Regions from separate parts of the Gasterosteus aculeatus genome. Here region 2 is linked to region 1. The links are chromatin contacts, called in public Hi-C maps. All regions are on one chromosome and are shown on one strand. Each heading gives the region's core, a stretch centred on a gene start, on an enhancer-like site or on the middle of the called end of the contact. The rest is flanking DNA. Distances are from core to core; before and after follow the strand shown. Region 1 holds the start of LOC120816315 (cadherin-2). Region 2 has its middle 30 kb from the start of aqp4.

Region 1 (4,957 bases), core at 1,171-3,670:
GTCAACACACAGTCAGCATGCAGAAGTGCCACCGACGTGAAAGGGCTGCTGACCTCGCCCGTTTCCCTCCCAGTGCCATCAAGGCCGCCGTGCTGCGGCGCTCCTCCACCGCCGTCCGGTTGCGCTGGAGAGAAGGAAAAAAAGGAAAAGAAAGAAAAGGTGTTGAACGGTGGGCCCCTCCGGGCCGCCCGCCCTCCGACACGGACACTTATGAGAGTCAACAGCGGTGTCAGCAGTGCGACCAACATGCATCACGCCGCTGTCTCGCATATGCCCCCCGCCAAGCAACGTTATCTGTCCACACACACACACACACACACTCGCAGCCAGGAGAATACATTAAGCACAGGCCGCGCAGCGACCTTGCAAGGCACTTTTCTCCTTGGACTGCACATTTCAGAGCGTGCCAAATTCAGGTACATGCTGCACACAGAGTTCTGGGGCGGCGGGCGGCTGTGATTGGTCTCACGAGTCGTGCAACATGATAGCGTTTGATTGAAAGCACAGAGTCCAAATTGGATTCCCACTAAGCCCCGCCCCTTCGTAGACAAGCGCTGATGAAAGATAACCGCCTCTGCATTAATCAAAGAGATGGAGCATTTTGATCCCACTTTCAATTAGATTAGATTACATAAAGTTGCACAAAACACGATATCAATTATCAACGGGTCATTCAGTTTGATCTCTTGCCCGATGCCCCCAGAGTGAACATCCCATTGGACAGCCGCCGGGTGAAAGACACGACTTTCAGCTATTACGTTTCTTAATAGCTGTGAGGGGACTACGAGCAGTTTTTCTCCAACTCTGTCTTCATTTTGTTTATATCTCCACTATCTTAACTTTCTTCTTTTGGTTACGTCCTTTAGCTCCACGGAGAGTTTGAATATTTCAAAACAAGGATAATCCGAATTGCTGATCAATGACAAGTATCAAGTGCCACGCGGGTCTTATTACAAGACACAAGCACATTTACACTGTGTGTGTGTGTGTGTGTGCGTGTGCGTGTGTGTGTGTGCTCTGACTATAAGTGGGATGTGATGCTGCTCACAGTTTGTTTAGGATTACCAGAGCCTCTCAGGAGCGGATGGTTTGATTTGTAGGAGGAGGGGAGCGGCGTCGCTCCCATCACGTACTCACATGTGCCACAAAACGCCAATAACTTGGAAAACAACAGGCTTGCCGGGGAGGAGGTGAACGAAAAGTCACCCCCTGTCAGTTTATTGTATATGGAGATGGAAAAAGTATTTCTTTTTTTTTTTCTTTCTCGCTCAACTGAAATATCTCGGGTTTCACAGATGCAATCTCCTCCACGGGGTCGTCTCGCTGTAGTTAATTAGATGTCTGCAGCACAACCAAGGTAATTTAACCTTCATCAGCCTGTATCACATGAGATGATAATGTTAGGGAATTATTTATTGCATATTTTAGCGAGACATGAAAAAAGCTTTACTCTGAGACTGAGTCACGATGAATGAATAGAATGCAAAATTCAAATAGTTAATGAAACTGTGTGAGCTGGTTAAGGAACACCGTGTGTGTGTGTGTGTGTGTGTGAGGAAGACACATACACCTAAACATTGACGATAAATAATCCTTAGGATCAAACGTGCAGTAAACAGCAATTATCTAAGGGCAATGTGATCAAAATCTCCCACCTCCTGATCAATAGAGGCTCCTCTTTATGCAGACAGGGAGACAACTGATTGGCTCCTCAATTACTCCTCAGTGCTCGTGACATTCAGAAAGCGCTTTGAGAGCAGAGGAGTCTGGAGCTAATAACCTGAAAGTGAAAAAACAACATATGGACATAGTTCACAACATGGCGTATCACAAATCACACGCTAATATTTGACTACAGGCGAAAATCAGGCACTAAAAACACGGGACACCTCAAGCAGCACGTATGACAGTATGCTGTTGAGTGGTGAGACGTTCACACAGTAATCTCTTGTGTTTGATGGTCTTTCCTTGCATTTTCACGCCAGGGTCATTTAAATACAATGAGCAGGGGTAAACGAAACAAGACAATAGGCCAATAAAAGGTGACCTCAACAGGCGTAAAACTACTGCGGGTTGTTGTGATCCGAAATGGATGAGATATTCTCTTTTGAGAGGTAATTAAATTTGTCTGGAGGGACAGCTCGGCCACATCGATGACAGTCATGTTACAGTTAAATTAACTACCAAAGCAGTATCTGCAGTTTGGCATTGTCTACATAACCATACAAGCAATGCTTTTTATTAATCCTATATAATATTATTTTCTCTCTCTCTCTCTCTCTCTCTCATATATATATATATATGTAATTGTTTTGTTGTTAATTAACCTGTATATATTAATCTATTCTATCCGTGTGTGTCTGTGTATATAATATATATAGACTAATTAGTTATTTAAAGTTGATTAACACTACTTTCCAGATGAGAGATGAAATGCCATAACGTCTGGTAGGACCACCAGAAACCGCCACACACTGCGCGTGAATGCTATAATTCTCTGTCATTGGGGATGGTGGTTTGAGGGGGGGTGAAGTAGTCGGTGTGGCCGGCAGGGAGCGACAGTGAGCGGGCGCTGTGTGCGCGCGGGCCCGGGTGGGAGGGGGGGGGGGGGGGGGGGCAGCAGCCTCAGTACCAGGCGCCGCGCGCCGCTCACTGCTGGCTGGACTCATAAGGAGGAGGAGGCTGCCTCGCGCTCGCTGCTGCCTTTTGTCGTAGAAGGAACCTGTGGTTTATTTTTTGTTGCTTTCCTGTCCTCGCGGATATTGTTTTGATTTTTTTTTCCTCCCTCCCTCCCCGCAGCCGCCGCCGTGTTTTCTAAATACAAACATATTTTTGTTTCGGCGGCACGCACGGATTCCGAAAGGAGGGTAACGCGAGCGGTCGCGGGCGCAGCGATGTTCTCGCTCCGGGAGAGCGGCGGTCTGTCGCTGCTGCTGGTCTTGGCCGGACTGCAGGTAAGCGTCCTTCTCCGGACACTTTCCGCTGCCCTTCGTCCTTCGGTGGCGACGACGACGACGTGTGTTGAGCTCCGGCCCCCCGCGTGGAGCCGCTAGCTTCCACTCGGCGGCGGCGGCGGCGCGGACTCGGCGGCGGCGCGGAGCCGTGCGCGCTCGCCCGCTGCACGTGCTGCGCTCGCCCGGTTAACGGTTCTCTCTCCTTAAAAAGAAAAGTGCACTATGCGCACGAGGCGCCCGGTGTTCGTCTCCACCGAGTGGTTTCACTCGTTTGAGGAGTTTTAATTCGGTTGTGTTTAGTTTAACGTGTACGCACGTCGCTGTCCCGCGATTGCCGCTCTGGTTAAAAAGAAAAAATCCGTCACGAGCAACGGTGAAAAGTATCCCGATGTAAATCCAGGTTACCGTCCGACCGGAAGCCGACTCGCTGCGATGAAGCGGCGGCCGCTGTGTGCTTTTCTTCTTCTGAGCACGTTTAGCGCGCGTCGCGTCTCCGTGAGACGCTCCGGCCTCCAGCGGCCGCCGCGCGGCAGCGGCTCGGTGCGATCAACGCTTAAAGCGCCGCGGACACTTTAACGCGGATCCTAAACCCGCGCATCGTGGTCCGGCTGCTGTTAGACGTGCTAATCCAGCTCCTCTTCCCCCCTTTCTGAAAACTGTTTTCCCCCCTTACTTAAACTCCCGTGACAAAAACATGGCACCCGCAACGCTCTTTATTTAGTTTTATTTTTGCAGCTGGACTAGTTTTTAGTCTCTCTGCAAACCAACAGGGCCTCTGGATCCACGCTGAGGGTCAACATGCCTGCGCATCAGTTGTGCTCTGGCTTGTGGTTTCGTACTTTGTTTGTCCTGCTTTAGGGATGTACGCCAGCCCCAGTCATTTAGATTTATTCATTTCCCTGCTTTGCCACATCGCCGTTATCTCCCCCTCCCAGAAAAAATCTTTTGTCGCACACCCTAAAGCCGAGTTTTCCTTATCGAGACGAGGCAAAAAGAGATAATATATTTCATTATGTAATATATATAATCAGAGATAGTCCCGCTCGACATCAGCAGTTGTTCTGTGTTGTTTATTCAGACATTGACACTTGAATGTTTATTTGCACACAACAGTGGGTCGTTAGCCTTTTACTTTTTATTGCTTTGTTCCCTCCAACGAGGAGTGTTTTGTCCCGAGTGAGAGTGTGTTGATCAGACGGACTTGGTTGTGGCCCGTCCCTGGACCCGGGGCCCCTGCAGGGGTACAAATGGAGCTTGTTCGTGCCTAGCCATGCTTTTTTTTTTCTTCTGGCTAATGCTTAACCCTTTTGGCCTCATTATCCTAATTGCGGCCCCTGCTGCAAAAACAACAGATGCTTTTGTACAACTGTGGGGACTTGGGAACGCAACCAGGAGGTTCAACACAGTGCGTTTTTTTTCATTTTTTTTTTTCAAGGTTGATTTATGACTCATTGTTGACCCCCTCCCCCCCCCCCCCACCCCTCCATCACAGATTGCAGCGGAGGGCAGAGGCACCCCACCATGCAGGCCGGGCTTCTCTGAAGATGTATACGAGGTTGTGGTGCCAGAAATCACGGAGAAAGGACGTCCCCTTTTTAACGGTGAGTGGTGAGACATTCCCAGTGCTGGATTCTTCTTGCGCCTGTGTTTTCTCAAGTGTGTGTGTGTGTGTGCGTGGGTGTGCGAGCGAGTGTGTGTGTGTGTGCGTGCCTTCCGACATGTGTTACATTTCTGGGAGGATCAGAACTAGCCTGACATATTTAAACAATTAGCCTCGGTGTAGCCGTGTTGTAGTTTGCCTTGTAAACCAGCTCAAATGTGGTTCAGCTTAGCCATGTCGCTCCTGTCCGTTTTGCTTACATGCTGCCCCCCCCCCCCCCCCTGTTATTTTGAGTTGACTCAAACATATGCATGTTGGATTATACATTGTTTAAACGGTATTTGTTTGGAGGAATATGAATTGCTTTCATTAAAAAGGAAAGCTTTGTTGATTGCACCAGCCC
Region 2 (5,041 bases), core at 793-3,292, 92 kb after region 1:
CATTGTTGCTCTCCGTTGCATCATTTCATTGCGAAGCCCACGGCGGCGCGAGCAGGGAGTCGCGCTGACGACTCAATGGCCGCTTGTCCGCGCTGCATTCCACGACTAATTATTCATCACTTCAGACACGGGCGGCACTGTTTCATTGGATCACAGCTCGTGCATTTTGGTTCAAAATAAATCCATAAATGCAAACAGGACAAAACGATGCACATTGTTAGATTCTGGGATCTTTCACAGGGGTCAGAGAGCAGGCGTCTCACGGCGTAGGTCTGCCTGAGCTGTGACTGGTGACTTGTGTCTGTGTTACCAGGTCTTTGCAGCCGAAAGTCAAATAAGTGTTATTTCCAAGGACCATTATGAGCATCTCACACTTATAATCATCACATACATCGATTCTATGAGCCCATTTCCGATTTGTCTGCACATTGATATCGCTTATGTCAAACCCTGCTGGTGTGCAATTTGAAACTAGTGTTTTCCCCCCTCGTCACGCCGTTGCTGTGTTCTCTATAGAACAATAACAAACTCTCGATGGAACAATCTTTTTCTTTCCTGCCGTGCGGGAGAATCAACAGGGTTATTGTCGACTGGAATCCCGATAGCAGCTCCAAATCGTATGCAAGACGGCTGTCATCGCCAGCCGGCCTGTCAAGAAATTGCTGTTTGTGTGAAACATGACATCAGACAGATTGTCAGACACTTTATGTCGGGAGGGGGGGGTGATTTTGTTTAGCATGGAACGGCAGCCTCTTGAGTCAAACTTAAGGGGACGCGAGTTAAGGATGTGAAGAGGTGCCATTTGTCTTGGGTAAGCACCAGCCTACATCTTCTTCACGCCACAGACGGCTGATTAAAGACGACGCGCCGACGGGGTCGAACGGGGCCCTTCAGAATTATGGCACAATCATAAACAAGTGAGAAACTGTGTCCCCGCTGGCTGCGAGGAATTAAAATGCAAATCTGCTGCATTTCTTTAAGCGCCTGAAAGGGTGCAGATTATTCATTAATGAATTATTAAGTATTAATATTGGTGTTGAATAAATTATACAGGGAAAATGATAGGAAAAAATTATAATTCAAAAAAGGTATACTTAATTTACATTCAAATAATTAATATAGCATGAGACTGTAAATGATTTAATTCTCAGGGATGGTGTCTAATTATATAAAGGTAACTTTTTTCATCATTACGTATGAATGCATCAGTTTTGCTTGTCAACAACACTCGTGCCGGGGAGCAAATATTGATGTCAACGCCCTTTGACATGCCGGTACGGGAAGCTCCCAGCTGCGCCCACATGCAAGGCGCCATAGAGAAACAACAACATGATAAATAATATGCAGGGGCACTGCAAACACATGAAGTAAAGCAGAAGAGAGGAGGTGAGGATTCAGACGGGTCGCAGCACTGAAGGCACTCTTAATAATAAGAACTTAACAAGAACTTTATTCTGTTTCCTCTTTTTCCATGTGTTGTTTGAGAGGGTTGTTGTTTACGGCTTAGTGGGCGACGTATCATTATGTTTGGTAAGAAATACTACAATGCTGTAACCTTTGCATTCAAACAGTAGGATCATGTGACAGCGGTGAAATCTGACAAAAAAAACACATAACACATAATGAAAATGATTCCAAAGTGTCAGTAATATCTCCATACACATGGACCTGAATGCATGTGCTCTTTAGTGATGATACAGAAATGTTGCACTGTGTTACTCGACATCAGTACCATACATCATACATGTGATTCATGACCTTTCTCACTGCAACAAAAACACACTCGTTTCTTAAAATGTAGCTTTTCGCACAGTTTAGAACCCTAACATCTCTCTTTTAAGGACCTTTAGCGCTCGCTCCACTGACCCGTCGTCTCGTGGCTCGAGCTCATCTGCCGGTCGGTCTGATTCAGCCTGAGCTCATCTGGGTGCTGCGCGGTGCCCCCCCCCCCGACCCCCCTCGGGTGGCGTCCGTCTCGTCTGTGGTTGCTGACGTTGTCACACCGGGGCTCGTCCCTCTGCCGCGTTAGCAGCGCTACCCGAGGTGCAACTGTGGAGGCCGGTTTGCTCCTCTCTTGTGGCCCCGCTGCTGCTGTGGTGTGTGTGTGTGTGTGTTTTTTGCTGATTTGAGAGATGAGTGGGAGCCCTCAGGCACTGCAGACCTCTTTGAAACATCCAGTCCTTCTGGGTAATTCAAGAAGTAGTCCACCAACAACACAAGACGCCGAGAGGACGGATGTGTGAGATCGATAGCGCCCCCTGGTGTCCGGCCTGAAACCGCTGCTGCGGCCTCGGCCCTTCCTTCCTTCCTTCCTTCCAGTGGTTTGGTGCTTTGGTGCCCTCCCTGAGGCGTACGTAGCTCCAACGGCGCGGCAGCATCGTCCCTCTCGGTGTCAGCCGAGTGTCCACCGGGTCACTGTGTCGGGGACGGGCGAGTCTGCAAGTGGCTGTCTCGCGACCGCTGCAGGGTTGCGTCTCTCCTCGCTCGCCCACCCGGCCGCTCTTGTCCTTTACGCCGGGGTAAGCTTGTGTGTGTGTGTGTGTGTGTGTGTGTGTGTGTGTTGTCCTTACACAGCTGTCTTCTGGGTAGCTGCACTCATCGCTTGTGCTCTAGTAGTCTCTGCAGCTCGACACGTGACTGCGAGCTTCCCTCGTGTAGAGTTTCTTCCATCTGAAACGTCTCCCCTTCGGGCTGTTCATTCATACCAAACACAATCTGGTCACGTCGTTGTCCAAGGTGCAAAACTCACAATCTTCTGTTACCTGGATTCAGTCCCATATGTCTCTATGGTGGAGATTCTGCCGGATAAGGTGTGCAGAGACATTGTTGGTTCACTGTAGGTTCCGAAAGCAGCTGGGATTTCTTCTTTAAGTCAGTTTTACAATCTCCATCATCATTATTGTCATGTCGAGCACGAAATCTGCTTCTTTGATTTCTTTCCCTCGTCCTGTGTGCACATTGATAATGAAGTTTTCGAGCACTGTTTCCATTGTCTTCGGTTTTCTCCCAGTGTGTCCACAAGCACCACCAGTGATGGTAATCTTAACTATTCCTCCCACCCGTTAAAAAAGCCTAATCTTCAGCCAGCGAGATGACAAACTGTTCTCTCATATCTCAGTATGTTGACCGTTGCCTTACCAGTTGTGATGTAAGCGGCAGCTTACAGTGGCTAACGTTAGCGACCGTTATTGCTGACATTGCTGTTTAAGTGGCGCCCTTTACCCAGTTAAACACAGCGCACTTCTCCCATTTCACTAATTCACAGCAATAAGTTCCACTACGGGATATTTGGAACAACATTCAGGGTTTCCTGCATTGGTTTTTGCACACTTGTTCAACGGCTAAACGTACAGAAGCATTCAAGGACAAGGAGTGTCATTCGCTCACGACACGGGCCTGTTACATTGACGATATCTCCCGTTCTCTGCTGTAAGAAACAAAGGCAATCCATTCATCCATTATTCTATTCAGCCTAGAAATGTCTGTGCAGTGTACGCGGGAAGAAAGGCGGCGACTGTTTGATGCTGTGCAGCCCGTCTAATGAGGACGTCCCCCCCCCCGTCAGTGCAGTCGATGCCGCTCTCAATATGGTTTATCATCAGTTACGCTGCACCGAGGGCGACTCTCCGCTCCCCCACTCGACAGGACACAACCTCTCTGCTGACCGGCACCGATACAGACAGATTGATCAAGCAGATGACGGACAGGCGGGCGGGTTTTCCCTCGCGCCAGAGGACCGCCTGCGTCCCGTGAGCACATCGCCTGCACCGAACAGGTGGCGTCATCGTTGTGCGTTTTGCAAGTGATTGTTGTGTGTTGCTCCACAGACTTTTTTATGGGTAACGTACCTGTCGCTCCCTGCGTATGAAACCAGGCCTCCGCCTCCGCCTCGTATCACGTCAGTCCGCCGCACGCTGTCTAAGTGGTAAGTTGATTAGCAGCAAACTCGGTTGTAACGCAGTTACCTAATAGTAATTATACAAAGGATGCCAAAACAGTTGCCACGGACGTTTTATCCAATTACACAACCCACCTGGAAACTGGGGCCCTATTGATTTCAGCTGCATTGAAATACTTGTTTGTTACTGGGAGATGTGAATATAAATATCCTTCCCGTCACATTTCATCCAACATATTTTCTACAGACAGCTTTCCATCTGGATCTGGTGGGGACCTTGATGATTAATGCAGCAGCGTGGCACCGCTGATACACTGCAGGGGCCCGTATCAAATATCCTTTTTATGTGAGCTCCGTCGACCGTATGATATATCAAGCTTATTATATTAGTTCAAGTTGTGCGGCTTGTTACTTTGCTTTGTGAAAAATAGAGACACTCAAAAACTCCTCTCATCCCCGACACTGAGGTTTTCTTTAAGTCTTAAATATTCATCTTGTCATTTTCTGAAACGACGCGGCCTCGGCAGCAGCTCTGTGTGGGCACAGAATACAGCCCAAGTGCAAAAGAGCATTTTATGGTTGTAACTGCTGGTGAAAAGCGAGGCGTTATCTAATGAAGGAACACGGTTCCCCCTGCAGAGCGTCTGCCTGAAGAACGCCAGAACTACTGAGCCCTGGTTGTCGCTCCCCCTTCCTTCTTTCCTAATGGATTCATCGGGCTTCAATAACGAGGCGATCATAGACCCCCCCCCACCCCCCCGGCCCGATGGAGAGTTAGAAAAAGAGGGCACCTGGTGCACCTGGGCGCTTCAGCAGCCATCCAAACAGATGTTTGCTCACCCTCTGATTCACTGCTTTCTTCTTGTGTGGCGGCGACGCTCCGTCATCTAAACTGACCCCATAATCTATTCAAATGTACATTAAGCATTTCTAGATGATTGTTGTTGTTTTTGAACAGACCCTGGCTTCTTATAGACAATGATACACAACGAGCACGAGCTTAAGAGCAACGGATGTCGGCCGCTGAGAAATTTAATGAAGAAAACGCCCCCCAGGATCCGTATGAGCAGTTAGCCTTTGCCATGAACCTGAAAAACAACTGAAAGGACAGATTTGCTCTGTGGGGAACTGTGTGGAATCTAG

The links. Hi-C and Micro-C count contacts between places; a contact is called where the count stands out from the background.
Region 2: a Hi-C map of skeletal muscle shows a contact between it and region 1, with 4 times the contacts expected there. The contact joins the enhancer-like site here to the promoter of LOC120816315 in region 1. A contact is called at or near these places in 2 of 6 Hi-C or Micro-C datasets (skeletal muscle and whole body).

Annotation. Positions count from the first base shown.
Region 1 is chr3:888,037-892,993 of fGasAcu3.hap1.1, forward strand. LOC120816315 (cadherin-2) reads left to right here and starts at 2,421. Exons shown (of 16, transcript XM_078098579.1): 1 at 2,421-2,954; 2 at 4,447-4,555. The coding sequence starts at 2,895. LOC144405449 (a long non-coding RNA gene) reads right to left here and starts at 1,780. Exons shown (of 2, transcript XR_013467042.1): 1 at 1,656-1,780; 2 at 1,180-1,377.
Region 2 is chr3:980,364-985,404 of fGasAcu3.hap1.1, forward strand. No RefSeq gene overlaps it. Among protein-coding and RNA genes, the nearest start is that of aqp4, 30 kb to the right of the region's middle. Within about 2 kb of position 2,043, at least 2 of the 9 cell types and tissues checked have open chromatin away from gene starts, as enhancers often do.